7 separate regions of the Mus musculus genome follow, and regions 2, 3, 4, 5, 6 and 7 are each linked to region 1. A link is a contact called in public Hi-C and HiChIP or PLAC-seq data. All regions are on one chromosome and are shown on one strand. The core of a region is the stretch at or near the end of the contact, and the rest is flanking DNA. Distances in the headings are between cores, read along the strand shown.

Region 1 (2,620 bases), core at 47-2,546:
TATTTTGCTGTTCTCGGAAGTCTGGGCAGACTGTGCTAGATAGCCTGCTCAAACAACACGATGTCCTGGAGGAGCTGGACTGGTGTTTGGAGGCTTTAGAGGACAATGTACTTGCAAGCTGTTGCCAAGGCCAAATCCTCCGTCTCCTTAGGACTGAACATTCTCAACCTTCCTAGCCCTGCTACTCCTTTAATAAGCTCCTCATGTTGTGGGGAGCCCCAACTGGAGATTATTTCCATTGCTACTTCATAACTGGAGTTTTGCTACTGTTATGAATTATAATATAAATATCTGTGATTTCCAATGGTCTTGGTTGTCCCCTGGGAAAGGGTCATTTGACCCTCAGAGGGGTCTTGACCTATGAATGGATGAGTTTCTTCCCTTGCCCCTGTACCCCCAAATTCTCTCTCCTCCCTGCCTATACTGTTAGCTTTTCCCTAACCTGTTTAAGAGACTCTCTGGCACACATATCTGCTCTTACGTATGCTGTGTTAAGATTCTCTGATATACTGAAATGTACGTTTCAAAAGTGAAACCTCTGCTTTTTTTTTTTTTTTTTTTTTTTTTTTTTGGACAGTGCTGACTTTTGGGGGCAGGGAGGGGTGGGCAAAGATATCAACAATCACAGCAACCCTACCTGGCCTCACCAGAGGCTGCTCAGTGGTACATGGGTTCCGCTTTCTCTGGAGTACTTCTCATAGTTCAAAAAAGCTTGAAGCTGCGGAAGACAGCCCCGCCCTCTGCATCATTCAAAAGAAAACTCAGACATAGAGGCGGGCTCTTGGTTCTTGCATGGAAACGTTCAGGATTCTTTCAAAGTTAGAGAACCATAACTTTGTTTTTTACTCCTTGGTTCTTTTATTCATGTGATTTAGCCTAGCAAGACTAAGTCACACATGCTAACAGCCAGCTCAGAATAGATATAATGATTTTAGATCAAAACTCTGTGCAGAAAAAAAAAAATCATGGACTGAAATAGGGGATATCAGGGCCAAGCAAACTCAGATGCCTTAAGGAAATAGCAAAAATGGGTTCTTCCCTCTTCTGTGGACGGCCAGCGTGTTACAGCACCCGTGTGCATGTGAGATCTCTGCCTTTTATTTTCAGTTACCCCCAAGTCTCCTAACCAAAGCGTCTCCTCCCTGATGAGGGTGATCACTGGCTACAAGCCTGGGGCTTCCACACCCAAGGTCTGGGAAGCTGCTCTTTCCGGAAGGGTGGTAGAGACCCTGGGAACCAGACCAGGCGGGCTCACAAAGTATGAAGAGAATGTCGGGAGAGGAAGTGGTGGCTCTGAGTCAGCACGAGTCATCTGGTTCCAGTGACAATGAAGACTGAGGTGTCTGCTTTGCAGTTTTTTTTTTTCTTTTCTTGTCTTTTTTTTTTTTTTTCCTAATCATGTGGACATCTCTGAGAATGAGGGGACTGGGTGACTTTGCAGTGTCTGCTTTCTAAGTTTCAAAGTGACTTTCCAGGCAAGCTGCGCATATCTTGGGATCTTCACAGCACAGTGGCTGGGAAGGCAGGCGGACCCGTCTATCAGCTTCTCCCTGGTGAGTACTCTCAGTCAAAGATGTTTTCCGTGCACCTCTGAGCTGTGACAGCTGCTGTGTTCTGGGGTAGACACTGCTTCTCCCAGACTTTGAAGGTTTTGTGAGGTCAGAAAAGTGGCTCCCTCTGCCTCCAGCCCACCTGTTGTGTCTGTTGCGGGACTCTTGGAGGAAGTTTCTGAGCTGTGCCTTGTGGATGGTGGCTGTGTGTTATGCTGTCTCAGAGGAGAGCGTGAGGCTTGCCTGGGAAGGAAGCCACCACGGATTCCTAGCTAGAAGCTAAAGTGAAGGTCAGAGACGGAGGTGGGTGAGTTTGTGTTAACTGGGCACTGAGGTTGAACTAGTTTCCGCTCCTAAGAAGCAGAAGGAAGAGCCAACCCCGGGGGCAGCTTCTGGTCTCTGACTCAGGCAGCCAGGCCTGAGCTGTCCAGCTTCAGGGCAAGAAGTATGGCAGCGAGGCAGAATTTTGTCTTTTCTCTGAACACGCTACATCCCGTGCTTCCCTTTAACGCTCCAGGTGGAAAATGTGTTCAAAAGCAGAAAGAAAAGCCACAGGCTAGGGACCAGGAAGGGCATGGTGGAAGATGGGGGAAGGGAGTGGGCTGAGTTACTGCTATTCTTACAAACATCTTTACTGTCAAATAAACAGTTACAGTAACTGCTGTGCCACTTTTAAAGCAAATCTAAAAAGCGGTCATTTGCTTAAAAAGCTGCATAGCAGGCTGCAGGGAAGACAGGAGCCTGTTCTGAGCAACTCACTGGGGCGTGTGGGGCTTCCCGGGTTAAGAATGAGTCAGCAACCTAACTGAATGAGCCCTGAGAGCAGCTCCATTCACTCTGAGCGTAACAGGAGTTTGCCGGCTCGGGTCTTTGCATGATATCAGCATTGCCTGGCCCTCTGTGAAGAGGATAGTCACACACGTTCAGCTTTCTCCTGGAATGTACCTGAGAGGTCTCTTGGCTGTCTCCTTGTCAGGAATACTGTGTTCGGCTTCTTCAGCATGCCTGGGCTGATGACAATCATTTTGGGTCCTGCCCCTGACCGAGCACAGAGTTTGTTAAACGAACTC
Region 2 (2,620 bases), core at 64-2,563, 500 kb after region 1:
ATAAAAGAAAGATGATGGGAGGGGCCAGTGGGAGGGGACTGCAGCTGAGTATGGGGTAGCATCTGTGTGGCTGGGGAGAGGGAGGAACCAACTTCCTAAGGATCCATCACTGCCTTCTCTCCTGCCTGTTGGTGAAAGCCTGGGGTACCTCGGGAGGCGTAGCAGGTCTTCACCGGTCAGACACCTTAGAAGCCATTCCTAGATGTCACATAAGCCTGATGAACCCCTTAACCTTGGGCTCCCCTGGAATGCCAAGTCCAAATAAGACCTCCTCCCTTCCACCCCAGCATTCTGATTGCACAGCACCCTACAAGAAGATCCCGGGAGCTGGGAAGGGCATCGGTTTGCATGACCAGGGGAGCTCTAGCAGGCAACAGTAGCTGTGCCCCTGCCGGCTCCCTGGGGGCCAGGTGGGTTTTCCTCTTCTCCTTCCTCCTGGTGTGATCCAGGCCCAGTAAGTCTCCCTTTCATTGTGTCCTGACAAATAGATGGTGTGTGTTTTCTTTTCGCATTCTTTTTAATGGCCTGGACTATCCTCCAGTGCCCCAGCTGTGCATGTCAAACAAAATGTATTGGGGTCAGGCGGATTCTCACACCACACTGAACTGCACACCGTGCAAACAAAAAGCACTCATTTCACTACATTGTACATGCTCGAGAACGCTATACTAAGGGACTGGTGTAATTACTGCACTAGCCACTGGACTGGGCACAGGCTACAGCAATCTCTCTCTCTCTCTCTCTCTCTCTCTCTGTCTCTCTCTCTCTCAATTTTCAAATATAGTTATACAAAGTGTCCCTGTATCTAAACGTCCTATGCAAATACAAACATCTTACAAAGCGCACACAGATAAAATCAGCCCAGGTTGATGTACCCTGAGCAGGGAGCTCTGTGCCGTGTGACCTTTAGAGACAAGACAGAGCACATGTAGAGAAATGGAGATTTTTTTTTTATGTTATAAACAAAGGTGCAACCCCACAGAGAGTGTGTGTGAACTCTCTTCAAAGAAGGGCACACTTTAAACCTGGAGGAAAATAAGAAGGCAAGCTTCCTGTTTCAGGAAGAGGAAGAGGAAGCTTTCAAACGTGTAACAAGGCAGGTGGCCTCAGGAAACTGAGAAAAGGGTGCGTGGAAATATACTCTGATTGCCGCTGTGGCATTTTAAAGAAACAACATTTGTGTTTTGTTCCATAACTAAGTGAAAATCAGCCGAAGCTTTGGGGAAAGTCCGCTTGTTTGAAGCAAGGCCACCGCGGCTTGCTGCCTCTGGCTTTTGCTCTGCAGGCAACCAGCTCATTCTGCAGCCTGCTGGAGCAAAGACCCACACAGCTGAGGACAGATGTGGCTACAATGCCTCGGGAAACCGCCACAGGCTCACACACCTGCAGGTGACATCACCGCTCTATCTTACCCCAGAAATCTATTAGCATGCAGAAACAGGTGTCAGCAAACCCAACCCCACTCTTAGAAAGCATTCGGCCTCCCCAGCCAGAGAGTGGAAACTGTAAACCTGAGGCTGAACTCGCACTTGCCTGCAGAACGGAGCACCACCCCCACCCCTTACCCCCAATCCACAACTCAAACTTCCTAGGACAGCTGCTTCCCCATGTACAAAAGACTCCAGATGCAGCCACAACAACAGCAGGGAGAACTCCTTCCTCTGGATATTGTTTTTTCCTCTGAGAAATGTTGTCTCTGGTTTCATTTTGTTTTATTCTTGTTTCCCTGCGCTGTAGCCCAGGCTGGCCTCTAATTCGAGGTCTTTCCCTATGATTTCCCAGAAGTGGGTCACTACATCTGGTTAGAATCTTGTCTTTTCTCTAGCAAAAAATAGTTAATGCCTGTTAGTCCTTCCCAACCTCTAGCTCTCGAAGCAGCCTTTTCCCTTGAATCCAGGCCCAAGTATAAGGGAGGGCTTCCGCACATTTAGATCATTAAATATCCATGTGTGTCTGAGATGTTTGAAATAGTCCAGCAGACAAAGGGGTGACTAGTGAAGACTTAACCCTGGTAAGAGTCTGAGAACTGCAGGAACCGGGGAAGAAAGTGGAACTCGGCTGTCACTTTCTTTCGTGTTTGAGATTGTCTTTAACAAAAATATTTTTTAAATGTGTAGTAATATTTCCAGTTATTCGGCCTCACCCCTCCTCCCTTCCTCCTTTGTAACAGAGCCCTCTTTTTTGTTTTTTTAATCCGCTCTGCTCTGCTCTGTTCTGTGGATCTGCTGTGCTTCACTAATCCAGCCATAGGCATCCAAGTCCTCACCGGTGACAGCCCTAGAAATGACCACATGGCTTTCTCTGATGATCTGAAATGAGAGCAAGTCTCCTGAAGGGTTTCTGGAAAAGGTTTCCATCTACTAAAAAGAAAGAAACGTAGAGGAAGGCATGGGTCCTCCTCAGCTGCTAAATCCCATTACATATGCATGTGACAGCAAGGACCCCAGCGGCCATGTTGTGACCACAAAGGAGTCAGTCAAGACAAAACTGACAGCTCGGGGGCTGCAGAGAAGAAAGATCAAAGCTACCCTGGTCCTTGAGGATGTCATTGAGCCACAAAATAACCACGCCGAAACTGCTCCACTTCAGGGATCATTAAGTGAGAAAACAGTACAGTTAC
Region 3 (2,620 bases), core at 53-2,552, 450 kb after region 1:
TGAAATCTGAAGTATTGTCCTTACTGCCTCAGGGGCAAGAACTTATAAAACTTTAAACACACCAGTGCATAGAAAGAATGTGGCTTAGAAACGTGTCATTGCTTAGAAGCACAGGTGTAGCATCTATTTCCTTCCTTCTCTGTGCTTTTCTTATTTTCAAAAAACATCTACAGTGGGTATATACAGAAAGGATGCATTGCTTTTGCAATTGGGAAAAGAAACATAATGCATGTGGTTTTAAAATTGCTTCACTGAAGGGGGTGGGGATCCATCCCATATACAGTCACCAAACCCATACCCCTATAGTGGATACCAACAAGTGCTTGCTGTCAGGAGCCTGATATAGCTGTCTCCTGAGAGGCTCCACCAGTGCCTGACAAATATAGAGATGGATGCTCTCAGCCAACCATTGGATTGAGCACAGGGTCCCCAATGGTGGAGCTAGAGAAAGGAACCAAGGAGCTGAAGGGGTTTTCCCCATAGGAAGAACAACAATATGAACCAATCAGATTCCCCCAGAGCTCCCAGGGACCAAACCACCAACCAAAGAGAACACATGAAGGGACCTATGGCTCTAGCCGCATATGTAGCAGAGGATGGCCTGTGGAGCATCAATGGGAGAAGAGACCCTTGGTCCTGTGCCAGCTCAATGCCCCAGTGTAGGGGAATGCCAGGATCAGGAAGTGGGAGTGGGTGGGTTGGTGAGCAGGGGGAGGGGGAGGAAAGGATAAGGGTTTTTTGGAGGGGAAACAAGGAAATGGGATAACATTTGAAATGTAAATAAAGAAAAAATATATAAAAAAAATTGTTGGGGCTGGTGAGATGGCTCAGCGTGTAAAAGCACCCAACTGCTCTTCTGAAGGTCCTGAGTTCAAATCCCAGCAACCACATGGTGGCTCACAACCATCCATAAGGAGATCTGACTCCCTCTTCTGGAATGTCTGAAGACAGCTACAGTGTACCTACATATAATAAATAAATAAATCTTTAAAAAAAATTGTTTCACTGAGGAAATAACATGCCCTCCCTAGATAACACTCATGCTGAGTACTAGTGCCAGACATGAAAGCCAGAAGTTAAGAGGAGTGCCTCAAAGGTTAGGAGGATTGCTGGTGATAAGAGAGAAGCAGCAAAGATTATTGCCAGAACGGTTCCTATCTTAGCACACTATGTAATTTTTCAAGTTTCCTGCTCCCATACTAGACATGACATCACATTTGTCATCCCCTCAAAGGAGCTGCCAGTGGGGCACTCGTGCTTTGGATATGACTGACATACGGCCAAGGCTGGCAACTTCTCCATAAAAAGTCATGATGACTCAGTCAGTAAATGTCTGCTGTCCAAGCATGAGAACCTAACTTTAGATCCCCATCACCCATGCAGAAAGCTGCGGGTGGTGAATGCCCCTGTGATTCCAGCCCTGGAGAGGCAAGTAGATTTCTGGAGTTTACTGACCAGCCTGTCTACCAAATCAGTGATCTCCATATTCAGAGAAAGACCTAGTCTCCAGAAATAAGGTGGGACAAACGTGGGTGGCAGGACATAGAGAAATGAAGCTGGAACTTAACTGGAAGCCCCCTTTCTCCTGGCTAGCATGCCTCCTGCTGGCTAGAAGGTGCTAGAAGCTGCCAGAGGAGAAAAGTTGAAGCCATAATTCCAACCCGCCATGCCAAGTGCAATCCCTGGAACAATAGGGGCATGACTGTTACAGGAGTAAATGACAGATACCTGAATAGACTTAAGGCCAAAGAAGAGAATTCATGATTGGTACTTTAAACCTGTTTAGAAAGTCATGGCTAGAAGGTCATAGGCCCTGGGGTGGGGACGGGAGGACTCACTGCTGCTGTTTTCATAAGTTGACATCACATAATACTATCTTCTAAATATTTACATTTATATGCATAGATATATACCACCCTAAGCCTGGATCAGAGAAGCTTCTCTTTGCAGTGAAAGAGATACATGGCTGTTCTAGCTATGACTGATGAGCATGCAGCCCTAAATATTTATATCATGTATCCAGGCTCAGGGATTATCCAGAAGAGGTGGGAGAAAGAGTATAAGAGCCAAATGTTGGAGAGAAGAGCTACAAAACACTGTTTTCTGAGTGTGACAGAGAATTCATGAACGCACCGCAGCAGAGATCCCCTGCACTGGGCCTGAACAAAGCTGGGTTTTTTAGCAGTCATCCATGGATGGGAAGGACTCAGAGGGTCTCCCCCTCCCTGGGGAAACTATTGGCTGTTGATGGGTGTTGGGGAAGAAGAAATCATGGCCTTCAGTTGTATACCTTCTGGGCTCTAAAGGATAGTTCTGCAACCACAGTTTTACAGGTAGCCTTGCTTAAACTCAGTGGGTCACAAAACAAAACAAAAGATACAAAGGTAGAAAAGGGGTTTGTAGGAAAGAGGCAGAATGGACAGTAATGGACGGGAGACAGAAGACAGCAAGGGTAAGAATAATTAGATGTATCATAGCCATCAAAAGTGTCAAAAGGAAATTTAACTCATTAACAAAAGGTGATTGAGGAAGGCAGCCAACATCAACCACTGGCTTCTACATGCACACACACGAACAAGCACACACACTCCAAAATCCTTTAATTGTCTGAAGTAAAATA
Region 4 (2,620 bases), core at 62-2,561, 420 kb after region 1:
GTCTTGAAAAGTGTGCTGTTTAAAATGAATAACTGTGTCCTAACCCTTACCTGAAGCATGACCACATTGTCACCTTCAAAGGTTACAAACACATCTGTGTCACATTTCAGGTCTGAGATTCTGGTTTCCATCATGTAACCCTGTTGCAGAGGAAGAGGAGGAGAGAAGGGAGAGAAAGAAGAAAAAAGTGTTTTAATTTGCAATGACATCATTACATGGGAAAATTAGTTCCCTTAAAATTAAAAGCACAGATCATTGAAGAGGAAAAAAGTAACAATGTATCTCTTACTCAGAATAATTTCAATATATCACATTATATCATATTATCAATATATCACATTAGCTTTGAGGTCACACATACAATTTTGGGTATTGTCTTCATTGTTGATAAAACATTGACAAATGGTTATTTCATTTTTAACCAAAAGATTTCAACTAATCACACCAATATGCTTTGTTTTCAAACTCTTCAGAATTCTACTAGTGGCTTACTCCTGCAAGAGAACAATGCCTCCCTCCACCCTGAACCACCCCCCCCCCCAAACGCTGAAGAGTACTGGAAGGCAGGTTAAAAATTCTACATTGACCAACTGCTCTGCTCTGTCAACTCACACTTTCTAGCTTCCTCCTCCTGTCTTTCCCTGCCTCCTTCCTTCTCTTCCTTTCCCTCCTCTCCTCCCTTCCCTTCCTCCTCTTCCTCCACTTCCTCTTCCTCTTTTTCACTTCTTAAAATCCTATTTCTAAGGTAGCAATTCACAGTTACCTAAGTGCTGTCAGTCTCCTCCCATAAAGAACTGGCCCTGGAGCACGTAGGTTCAGGTCCAGGCCAACGTGAGTGGAGTGTGGCATATCTCTGGCCTGGGAACTTTTCTCCTGCCAAGGCCTCTCTGCCGCTCCTCTGTCCTGCTTCCCTTTTTCATCTGGTTTGTTTCCTTTCTCACATTTCTCATTTCCTCTTTTTTTTTTTTTTTAAATTTCAGATTTCTGGCTTATCTGGATTCCCCCTTATTTATCTTACATCCTCACTTCCCCTTTCCCATCCTCCATACTGGCCATACCCACCGTACAGGATAACCCCCTTTCTCATTTCTCAGTTCTCACTTCCCTTTTCCCATGGCTCACACCTGGCTTCCTTGCCTCCCCCATAGCTTTAACATTTCTCACTTCCCGTCTCCCACCCACCGCACCCGCCCTAAGCGATGTACCAAATTTCCCCTCAGTTCTCACTTCCCTTTTCCCACCCGCTGTACCCTGAGTGTCCGCTGTACCGGATCACCCCTCTCTCAGTTCTCACTTCTCACTTCCCTTTTCCCACCCGCTGTACCCTCTGTATCCGCTGTACTCTGAGTGTCCACTGTACCGGATCTCCCCCTCTCTCAGTTCTCACTTCCCTTTTCCCATGGCTCACACCCAGATTTCTCTTCACCCTCAGACGCTTTACATTTCTCACTTCCTTTTTTGTATAAGTCAAAATTCCCACTTGTCTGGGTTCCCCTATCTGTTCATTTACTTTACAACGCCCCAGCACACACACACTCTTGTATCGTTTCCTCTTCCCCTTTATTTCAAGAGTCTTGTTTCCTGTTTTTCTCCTTTTCTCACCTCTCTTATTTGATTCCTCCCTTTCCTTTCTTACTTCCTTTTTTTTTCTTTTTTTTAATTTCAATTTCCTTCCTTTTAAAATTTGTTTGGTGTGTGTGTGTGTGTGTGTGTGTGTGTGTGTGTGTGTATACACCACAGCAGGTGTCCACAGAAGCCAGAAGAGACTAGATCCCATGGAGCTGGAGTTGCAGGCAGCTGTGAGGCACCCAACATGGGTGCTGAGAACCGGAGCTGTACCCTCTTCAAGAACAATGTGCTGAACAGTGAGCCACCACCCCAGCCCTAAAAACATTAACCAAACCAAACAACTCCCTACCCTCAGTGGGACTTCATTCTTTCTTTCTTAAAAATGCATTTACTTTTATTTTATGTATATGACTGCTTAGCCTGAATGTCCCCATGTGCACCATATGCATGCCTGGTACCAAGGGAAGCCAGAAGAGGGCATTGGATCCCCTTGAACTGGAGTTACAGGCAGTTATAAGCCACCATGTGAGTTCTGGGAACCAAATTCCAGTCCTCTACAAGAGCAGCAAATGCTCTTAACCACTGTGCCATCCCTCCAGTCCTTTAAACACACTTCTAAAATTGGCAGATAGCATATGATTTTATCATGTACAACTTATTCTTAAGTATATACACACAGAGATACAACAATGCTAATTAACAAACACACCACCTCACGTGGTTATTACTCCCATGGTAAAACCATATAACACCCACACTCTTTACATTTTTGAAGAATACAATGTATCATTATTAACTAATCTCTTAAAAATTCACTTCCTTTTTCTAGCTCTAATTCTATACCTTTAACCAATGTTGTGGTTCAGTACGTCAGCAGGCTCTTGGTCTGTGGGTTTGGCTGGGGAGAGGGGGCCTTCTACAAGGATTTCAGTGTTACAGCTCTTTTAGACAGAATTTATTGAAATGGCTTGCACATATATTTTACTTGGGGTGAATAAGGGCTATATAAACCTTGGAGAGTGGGAAGGGATTTTCAGGGTGAGTATGCATT
Region 5 (2,620 bases), core at 74-2,573, 370 kb after region 1:
AACATCACTGAGGTTTGTGACCTCAACTGACCACAGGGATCTGTCTACTGCCTTTGGAGAGGGTATTCTTGCATGAGCCAGTTTATCTGTCCCCGTGCCAACCCTGATCTGGGAGATCTCCATGGAACTTTATAGGTCTATGAGGACTGGCCCATCCTCACCAGATCACCAAAGTCCTGTTTCCCAAAGTCTGGCCTCAAATCAAGAAGCCAGCAGAATGTCTAGGCTCTTTGGGCTTACCTGTCTGCTGCCAGAACTGGCCCTCCACTGGGCATCTCTTGCAGTCTGACCTGTCACCAGTCTGACTATGTGGATTCTATGCTGCTGGGTAGCCTGGGGACCCATTACTATTTTTCCATGTGACATTGAAGTGTCTAACACAGATCCCAGCACAGGATAGACCCTAGTGAATCCTCATCGATGCCATTAGTCGAGACAAATAGGGCCACCTGTTGGACCTCACTGTTTCTAACTTACGTAGAAAACTGCAATGACTTTCCGGTACACATCCTAGCCACTGGGATGGCTTGTTTGAGTGAGACCTTCAAGTCCTGTCACTGAGATATAGCACATGCACTGTTAGATGTGAAACCTGTATCAACCTTGAGTTTGCAGCTCAGTGATATTTTAAGTGTCTGGAGGAGGTGCACGCGCATGCATACGTCCATGTGAATGCACGTGGGGGCAGGAGTTCCACGTCAGGATCTTCCCCAGTTGCCCTCCAGTCTGTTTTTTGAAACAGACTCTTTTGCTGAACCTGGAGCTCCCCGCTTTGGAAAGACTGACTGGCCAGAAAGGCCCAGAGAGCATCATTCCTGCCTCCTCAGCACTAAGACTACGGGTGTGTGATACATCAGATCCTGGGACTTGAACTCGGGTCCTCATGGCTGCGTGAGGACTTTAATAACCAAGTCATTTCTCAATACACACACACACACACACACACACACACACACACACACACACACACACAAACAACACTCATCAGTGATTTCTTTCATATGTGTACATACCCCCTGGAATCATGTCACTCAATTGAGAGACAGAGTTCCCCAGATAACTTCTGTGCTTCCGCATGCAGCACCACCCTCTCCCTCTCTGATTGTGACTGCTGCACTATATCACCGTCAGCTGGCTTTCCTCCTCCTCGACCGTCGAATACATGGGGTATCTGGTATACACGCTTTCACATCACTAAGCATGTCAGTAGAACTCACACATGCTGCGTCACATGATTCACTATGTGAAGCCAACCACAGTTTACTTGTCTAGTTTCATATCTATAAACATTCAGTTTCCAGTTTCCAACTTGGGGTTATTAATAGAGCTGTTAGGAACACTCCTGTATAAGGCTATTTATGAACCATGTAGCATCATTTCTTGGCCATATCTCTAGGGACAGAATTTCTGGATCATAGAATAAGTGTACATTTAACATTACAATAGACTTCCAAACTAGTGTGTGTGTGTCTGTGTGTGAGTCTCTCTCCCTCTCCCTCTCCCTCTCCCTCTCCCTCTCCCTCTCCCTCTCCCCCCTCTCTCTCACTGTGTATGAGTGTGTGTGTGTGTGTGTGTGTGTGTGTGTGTGTGTGTAATTGAACCCAGGGCCTTGTGCATGGTAGTGAATGAATGCTCTAACATCACGTTGCATCCTCAGCTTCTATGATTGCATTTAGAATGTCTTAGTTATGAGAGCCAGCGCTGCCCTGCGTTACCCCTGGGGCTGAGTGGCATCTAGCAGTTCAGTTGATATGCGTCAGTGGGTGGGTGTTGGTTCTTCTTTGTGGTTTTGATTTCTAGCTCTCTATGACTAATAAGATTAGGCGAAGTTTCACGTGCTCATTAGCTCCTCTTTTATCTTCTTTTATGAGGTGTCTTTTCAAGTTTTTTTGTGAAAACTTTTCTTAGATCATATCTTTTTCATTATTTCATCCTGGGGGTTCTTCACACATTCTGATAAAACCTTTTGCCAGACACAGACAGACACTGCAAGTAATTCCTCCCCTCCCCCAGGTTTAGTGTTTGCCTCTGCCCTGATGTGTGTCTTTCAGACAACAGCAATTTATCAATAGCTAATGTAAGCAATTGGTGCTTTCTGTGTTTCCCTAAGAAATCTTTGTTTACCATGGCTTCCAGTAGATATTGGTGATGCTTTTCTGTTTTCTCTGGAAATTTTACAGTTCCCCTGATTATATTCAAGTCTATGTTGGTCTTTAATAAACATTTGTGCACGGAGTAAGAAACAGACCACAGCTTGCTTCTTTTTCATTCAGAATCTACTTTTTCTCACTATTTAAAGAAAAAATCCTCCTCATTGTTTAATTTATTTCATGTGAGAATTTGAGTGGGCAAATATGTGGGCTAAGTGGGCCTGGCAGTGCTCTGCCGGTCTGCCTAACTTCCTGCCAACGTCCTCAGGCCTGGACTAGGACAGTCTCGGCACACGCTTTGAAATCAGTTGGCACCAGCCCTCAGTGACTTCCACTTTTTTCAAAGTTCTGTGGGCTATTTTACATCATTTGCATTTCCATATAAACTGTCAAGTGAGTTTGTAAGTTTACAAACACTCTTTCCAAGATTTTGACTGAAGTGGAGCTGACTCTGAAGGGGGCGTGGGACA
Region 6 (2,620 bases), core at 70-2,569, 340 kb after region 1:
AGTGAACATCAAGGGTCAGCTGATTGAGTGTTCAAAATGATCTATTGTTCTCTTACATCCTTTTATACATATCCACAAAAAAATCCTACACATTCCTGTCACACCCACATGGTGGCCTCTCCTAAGTGACATGAAAGAAACCTCAATCTCTTGAAAAAAAAATTACAAAGTAGTCTTCGTAGATATGAGCAAAGCACACATTTTTGTTCAGTGAAACTTCTTTGATGAGGCCTGCTCAAATATCTCGAAGATACTGTAAAAAACACCCACAGACAGCTCTCTCAGTTAGTGTGGTCATACAGTCTGAAGAAACATGAAGGAAAACACAAAATCCTGAGAGGTGCACACATTCCAAAACATCTTGGGAAAGCTTGACCTTCTCCCAAGTCCAAGTGTTTATGTCTAACCAAGTGGACTAAAGGAGCCGTCTCTCCTGGTGCAGCCGTGAGAGGCAACAGGAGGCAGCTTGGGAGGAGGGGTGGCCTTCAGGTAGCTTCTGTTTTTACTCACTTGTCTTAGCTCAGAAGAAATCGAGAGAGGGACTCAGACACATGACCACAAGGGCAACTAGAAGTAGCCGGATGGTGTGGCCTCCTGAGCTTAGTGGTTCTGTTCTCTGAAAACACCTCTGAGATGCCCACATAAGTTTCAGTGAGGCTCACTTACAGGACGGAATGGAACCCAGTAGTCTCTCCCCCTGAACAGGGGTCCAGGTGATCAGGAGAGGAGAGAGAGAAGATGCCGGACAGAATGCAAAGGAAGAGGACGAAGGTTCTGTGTCTTGACCCATGAATGGATAATGGATAAAAGGTGAGTGTCTGTGACCAAGGCTGCTTCAAGGTCACAGGAAACCAACCAGTCCTTGGAAGGACAGGCTGAGGCATGGAGCTCATAGCAGGGAATGAACATCAGTGTGGGAGACCTCAGACTACCAAAACATCTCATGTGCTTAAATCTGTCAGGCCAAGTCAGGGCCTCACACAGCCTGGACTCAGATGAACTGGGCTTCCCAGATAAACTCAACACTTGGAATCAGCAGACCTTCCTTATTATAAAATAAGCATCATTGAAAGTTAAAAAAATAACACAAACAAACAAAAAAAATAGACAGACCAAAAATATCACCCCTTAGGCAAATGAGTTGAAAAATCCCTTAAGAGTAACATCCTATTTTTTTCCCACCCATTTCTCAAGTCAGAAGACACCTGGTAAAGAAACTGTATTTAGGTAAAGAAATGCAACTCCTGGTATACACGGTTTCCTGAAGGCACAGGATGGAAATGACATCATGGAAACACTGGTGTTCAAGGTCAGTATGTACATTTCTAGGTGAAAACAGGAGGCTTAGTCATCAGTGGAAACGTGCGTGTGTCTCTACACTTGCGAGCCGCTTTCTTGCCTTCAGACACAGTTTTTATTAAGATTGCACAGGCTGTTTGCCTGACCTTTATCGGCTCTCCTAAATGCACACCCTAAATATAGGTTATACCGCACTTCTGTCCATGCCATCAGGGAAGAGATAAAATGGTTATTCCTGAGAAGAAAAGGAGTTTGTTTTCGATTCAAGGACAAAGAACCTAAGACATGAGTTGACTGTCTCGACAGTTGACACAAGTGGTCTGATTTGTATGGCATTCCCGCTGGTGACGATAGGGAGGATGGGGCCAACCAGGAAGGTGTGGGATTCTTTGTCTTAATTAAAAAGTATAAATCGGAGACATGGAATTTGGCCAAGTCTCATAAATCTGCTGAAAGAATCGAGACTGTCAGAGAAGTTTAAATAAAACCAACCAGGTCCACTGAGAATCACGTAGGCTCCCTGCTAGTTGTCGACACCCACTTCCCTGTCACTTCTGTGTTCCACAGACTGTGGTTGTGCTCATTAACCAGCCACCCTCCCGCCAGCCACTGACAAGTGTATCCCCGTGGAGCACAAAATTCAGAGATGATAAATTTACTCCCGCTTGTAAAAAAAAAAAAAAAAAACAAAAACCGGTGCTCTCCTCCGGGCAATCAAAAAACGCTAGGAGGCTTTAAGGAAATAAGAATTTAGCTGATAACCTACCTTCATTAGCAAAGCCTGGTCCTCCCTGTTGGGACATTGCCTCACTGCCGTCGTGAACTGCTCTAGTGCAACTGGAAGGGAAGAGACAGAAAGGTGAGTGGCCTCCCTGGGGACTGCCAGCACTGCCATGTGGGGGACAACCTCATGGTTATGGCAAAAACACATGGCATGCTGGGTGTGGCTGCTTGGGGGCATGTAGAGTTCCTTGCCTGCTCACTACATGGGCTGAAATCCGTGTCAGTGACTTCCCCACAGTGGGCTAGGCAGATCACAAGGCCAGCCCGCATCCGTGGGAACCACCAGAAAGTCCTAGGTTCAGCCACTGCATGAGCCATCCTGAGAAAACACTCAATCTCCATTCCAGTGACTCCGTAAAGAGAATCCCAACAGCCTTGGTACCTTTGGTATCTACCTTTAACTACCCTCTTCCACAGTGATTTCCACTGCATTAATTCACTATGTGGTTGAAGCATAATATGTCCCCAGATGTTGACCCAAGCAAGCCCCAGACTTCCCCAGATGTAGTTAGTCATTTTTCCTCAACTTTCTCCAACA
Region 7 (2,620 bases), core at 40-2,539, 280 kb after region 1:
CAAGAGGTGGCAGGGCCAGGACAGGTAAGCTGGATCCAACTCACACCTAGAAGGCATGTGACACCTAGGACCTCACACTCAAATTCCCAGAATGGAGAGCAATGATTGTGGACAGAGGCGACTCTGGAGTCCACACAGCGCTGCCTCTCAACGATTGAGGCTGGGAATTCCAGACTGGATCTGTGGAGTGGGATGCGAGACCAGACCCTGCGAGTAAGCTCAGCAATGCAGCTCAGATTCTGCTACAGTAGAGCGCAAATGCCAACCTCCTGTGTAGAGCTCGCACGCGACACAGCACTATGCAGAGAGCTGACCCCAGCGAGGGGGGCTTGGAGTAACAACCACATCACAACTAAAGGTAAAGGTTGAGAGAGATTTCAAATCACATCAAGAAGACCCAGAGGTGAGACCTGTGGCAACATAACCTCAAGTCCTGTTTCCTGGCAGTCAAGGTAGTGGGGCAAAAATGGTGGTGTTGGGCTGGAAAGACAGCTCAACGGCTGTGAGCATATACTGCTCTTCTTGTGTACCTGGGTTCTTTGCACCCTCAGATGGCTCATAACTGCCTGTACATCTAGTTTTAGGGGCTCCACTGCCCTCTGTCCTGAGAACAACCTGCACACACATGATGCGCACATACACATAAATAAAAGATGAATAAATAAGTCCTTTTTATAGACTGACAGTATCCTATCCCAAGTTCTTAGAGACAAAAGCGTCCGAGAATAGGCACACCCTCCGTTGGATGGGTGTTTTACATACAATGCCCACACTGAAGAGTCTTAAACTTCTAACAGGTTTGCATGTAAGGCAAGTAATCATAGGAAACTGAATTTTGGACTGTGAGACCAGGAAGGACTCTGGCAGTCTCTGCTGTAGGTGCTGACTCCTGAGAAGGCAATGCCAACGTCCTCCTGGATGGTGCACCGGCCTCCATCCTCACCACTGAGTGAGCCATCCAGGAGGCTGAGGGGTACCCACAACACAGCTATACCACGCCTCTATGGGATCCTAACCCAGCCGTCTAAACAATGTTGAGTATAGCAGCCATGAGGCCTTTCCCCTCTCTCCACCCTCAGACAGAGAATTTACTGAGATTTCCATGCTGGTTCAATGCCCACGGCTGCCTCGAGGCCAGGCAACGGCTGCCCAGGGACTGCATTCACTTCCCATTTGCCACAAAGAGAACATGTGCATCTAAACAGCCTGGGTCTCATAGCTTAGCGATCACGAGACGGCTGGAGACAGTGCACAAGAGGCACCCTACCGGTATGACGTAATGCCTCTGAACATCAGAGGAACAAATGTGCTCCCCCCACAACCCCCCAGCACAGCAAGCAAGCTGAGCGGTCGTCACAGATCTACCATGGCCACGCTGGCTTGACAGTTATGTACAGACTGCAAATATTCTCAAGGACCAAACGTGTATCCTATCTCCTCTGCGTCGTATAGCAGTAACTGTTAAAAGTGGAGGCCTTTTATAGGGACACAGAAACCACTTCACAATCTCACTCACAGCGGGAGGCTATCTCTCCACCCACCCTGGAGGTGTGACACACAGTTCTGCTTGGTGGGGATCCTGCCAGGCTGGCCTCAGAACCAGAAGCGGGTCCTGCTCTACAGCCAGCCAAACAGGGTTCAAGATTGGTAGTATGTCTCCTGTGAGAGCTACGAGGGACAAAATACTCAACTCAGGGCAGGAACATGCTGTTCTGAAATGCTAAGTGGGATGTAACACACTTTAACCACAACTAAAACCTCCTGCTTTGGTTCAGCGAGGTGAAGTCTAGGCAAGGGATGATGCAATCACCTTATTATTTTTATGTGTCTGCAGAAGGGCCAAACCGTCCTTTCTTTGCATCTTCATTTCCTCCTCCAGAGATTTAAAAAAAAAAAAAATTACCCTGAGAACCTGCCTGAAGTTCCCCTCCGGGCACCTGCACCTCCTCTTGGTTGCACGTTCACGGCTCCCTATCCCACAACGGCCGGGTAGCCCTGCAGGTGTAGCACCTGCCAGGCCCCACAGCACCCTCACACGTGGTGTGTGGTGTAGATCAACACAAGGATGTCTAGCCCAACACCCCGCCAGCCATTCGAACACACCCCAGTGCTTCAGTCTCCTCTCATATTTGCCTACACCCAGACAGATGCAGCCTGCGCCTGTAGGGTCCAACGCACTTGCTTCAAAAGCATGTCCGAAGCATGTAAAGGCAGCCAGGTGGACAGGGTTCCTGGCACCACTCAACGTGACAGAGAACGGGGTGATAATGGCACCCAGATTCTCGAGCACGCAGGGTTCAGCATCCGACACTAGAGTAGACCCCGTGGCTCTGGATGGGGTGCACTTGCTGACGAGCCAAGCTGCCCTCCCTCAGTAGCTACAGGGAACCCTCATTCAGAAAAGCAGCTCAATGCTATGGAGTGAATAACACAGCTCTTTCCGCTTGCCTCAGGGGAGAAACCGAAGCACTCGCCACCTCCAGTCACTAAACAGAGGTGGCATGTGTGGTTCAGTTCAGATATGAACAAAGCCTAAAACCAAAATGCCCAACCGCTCCCTCCAACTGCGACACACAATTGTGTCACAGACAAGAGCAGATAACAGTTCACCTTACCTCCT

What was found. Hi-C and Micro-C count contacts between places; a contact is called where the count stands out from the background. HiChIP or PLAC-seq counts read pairs in DNA pulled down with a chosen protein or histone mark.
Region 2: a contact with region 1 is called in an H3K27ac HiChIP or PLAC-seq map of epiblast stem cells, with 8 times the contacts expected there. The contact joins the enhancer-like site here to the promoter of Morrbid in region 1. A contact is called at or near these places in 1 of 15 datasets of contacts at CTCF or cohesin (large pre-B cells), 6 of 484 Hi-C or Micro-C datasets (CD8 T cells, bone marrow-derived macrophages, double positive thymocytes and 1 more), 11 of 115 datasets of contacts at active chromatin or transcription factors (CD8 T cells, T-cell acute lymphoblastic leukemia, acute myeloid leukemia and 6 more) and 1 of 9 other capture datasets (embryonic stem cells).
Region 3: an H3K4me3 HiChIP or PLAC-seq map of bone marrow-derived macrophages shows a contact between it and region 1, with 4 times the contacts expected there. The contact joins the enhancer-like site here to the promoter of Morrbid in region 1. A contact is called at or near these places in 1 of 39 promoter capture datasets (embryonic stem cells), 1 of 15 datasets of contacts at CTCF or cohesin (large pre-B cells), 1 of 484 Hi-C or Micro-C datasets (bone marrow-derived macrophages), 5 of 115 datasets of contacts at active chromatin or transcription factors (acute myeloid leukemia, bone marrow-derived macrophages and embryonic stem cells) and 1 of 9 other capture datasets (embryonic stem cells).
Region 4: a contact with region 1 is called in a Hi-C map of B cells, with 20 read pairs. The contact joins the enhancer-like site here to the promoter of Morrbid in region 1. A contact is called at or near these places in 5 of 484 Hi-C or Micro-C datasets (B cells, the BV-2 cell line, bone marrow-derived macrophages and 1 more), 3 of 115 datasets of contacts at active chromatin or transcription factors (bone marrow-derived macrophages and embryonic stem cells) and 2 of 9 other capture datasets (bone marrow-derived macrophages and embryonic stem cells).
Region 5: an H3K4me3 HiChIP or PLAC-seq map of bone marrow-derived macrophages shows a contact between it and region 1, with 7 times the contacts expected there. The contact joins the enhancer-like site here to the promoter of Morrbid in region 1. A contact is called at or near these places in 1 of 484 Hi-C or Micro-C datasets (bone marrow-derived macrophages), 6 of 115 datasets of contacts at active chromatin or transcription factors (CD8 T cells, acute myeloid leukemia, bone marrow-derived macrophages and 2 more) and 1 of 9 other capture datasets (bone marrow-derived macrophages).
Region 6: a BATF HiChIP or PLAC-seq map of CD8 T cells shows a contact between it and region 1, with 5 read pairs. The contact joins the enhancer-like site here to the promoter of Morrbid in region 1. A contact is called at or near these places in 8 of 39 promoter capture datasets (the C10 cell line, the HPC-7 cell line, cranial neural crest and 5 more), 3 of 484 Hi-C or Micro-C datasets (B cells, bone marrow-derived macrophages and trophoblast stem cells), 8 of 115 datasets of contacts at active chromatin or transcription factors (the 230-238 cell line, CD8 T cells, Th17 cells and 5 more) and 1 of 9 other capture datasets (embryonic stem cells).
Region 7: a Hi-C map of bone marrow-derived macrophages shows a contact between it and region 1, with 23 read pairs. The contact joins the enhancer-like site here to the promoter of Morrbid in region 1. A contact is called at or near these places in 1 of 15 datasets of contacts at CTCF or cohesin (the NIH/3T3 cell line), 4 of 484 Hi-C or Micro-C datasets (B cells, bone marrow-derived macrophages and natural killer cells), 5 of 115 datasets of contacts at active chromatin or transcription factors (the 230-238 cell line, acute myeloid leukemia, bone marrow-derived macrophages and 2 more) and 1 of 9 other capture datasets (embryonic stem cells).

Annotation. Positions count from the first base shown.
Region 1 is chr2:128,428,027-128,430,646 of GRCm38.p6, reverse strand. It overlaps Morrbid (myeloid RNA regulator of BCL2L11 induced cell death), which reads left to right and starts at 1,296. Exons shown (of 3, transcript NR_028589.1): 1 at 1,296-1,553.
Region 2 is chr2:127,926,469-127,929,088 of GRCm38.p6, reverse strand. The region is part of intron 9 of Acoxl (acyl-Coenzyme A oxidase-like); the gene reads right to left. Among named protein-coding and RNA genes, the nearest start is that of Acoxl, 73 kb to the right of the region's middle. Within about 2 kb of position 1,313, at least 49 of the 459 cell types and tissues checked have an H3K27ac peak or open chromatin away from gene starts, as enhancers often do. A contact at or near this core is called in CD8 T cells, T-cell acute lymphoblastic leukemia, double positive thymocytes and 1 more, where this site is marked.
Region 3 is chr2:127,982,148-127,984,767 of GRCm38.p6, reverse strand. All of the region lies in intron 11 of Acoxl (acyl-Coenzyme A oxidase-like), which reads right to left. Among named protein-coding and RNA genes, the nearest start is that of Acoxl, 130 kb to the right of the region's middle. Within about 2 kb of position 1,302, at least 2 of the 459 cell types and tissues checked have an H3K27ac peak or open chromatin away from gene starts, as enhancers often do. A contact at or near this core is called in bone marrow-derived macrophages, where this site is marked.
Region 4 is chr2:128,007,597-128,010,216 of GRCm38.p6, reverse strand. Acoxl (acyl-Coenzyme A oxidase-like) reads right to left here. Exons shown (of 18, transcript NM_028765.3): 12 at 51-140. Among named protein-coding and RNA genes, the nearest start is that of Bcl2l11, 120 kb to the left of the region's middle. Within about 2 kb of position 1,311, at least 89 of the 459 cell types and tissues checked have an H3K27ac peak or open chromatin away from gene starts, as enhancers often do. A contact at or near this core is called in B cells, the BV-2 cell line, bone marrow-derived macrophages and 1 more, where this site is marked.
Region 5 is chr2:128,060,259-128,062,878 of GRCm38.p6, reverse strand. The region is part of intron 14 of Acoxl (acyl-Coenzyme A oxidase-like); the gene reads right to left. Among named protein-coding and RNA genes, the nearest start is that of Bcl2l11, 64 kb to the left of the region's middle. Within about 2 kb of position 1,323, at least 74 of the 459 cell types and tissues checked have an H3K27ac peak or open chromatin away from gene starts, as enhancers often do. A contact at or near this core is called in CD8 T cells, acute myeloid leukemia and bone marrow-derived macrophages, where this site is marked.
Region 6 is chr2:128,085,875-128,088,494 of GRCm38.p6, reverse strand. Acoxl (acyl-Coenzyme A oxidase-like) reads right to left here. Exons shown (of 18, transcript NM_028765.3): 16 at 2,066-2,136. Among named protein-coding and RNA genes, the nearest start is that of Bcl2l11, 39 kb to the left of the region's middle. Within about 2 kb of position 1,319, at least 26 of the 459 cell types and tissues checked have an H3K27ac peak or open chromatin away from gene starts, as enhancers often do. A contact at or near this core is called in CD8 T cells, Th17 cells and regulatory T cells, where this site is marked.
Region 7 is chr2:128,152,335-128,154,954 of GRCm38.p6, reverse strand. All of the region lies in intron 3 of Bcl2l11 (BCL2-like 11 (apoptosis facilitator)), which reads right to left. Among named protein-coding and RNA genes, the nearest start is that of Gm14009, 16 kb to the left of the region's middle. Within about 2 kb of position 1,289, at least 77 of the 459 cell types and tissues checked have an H3K27ac peak or open chromatin away from gene starts, as enhancers often do. A contact at or near this core is called in the 230-238 cell line, B cells, acute myeloid leukemia and 3 more, where this site is marked.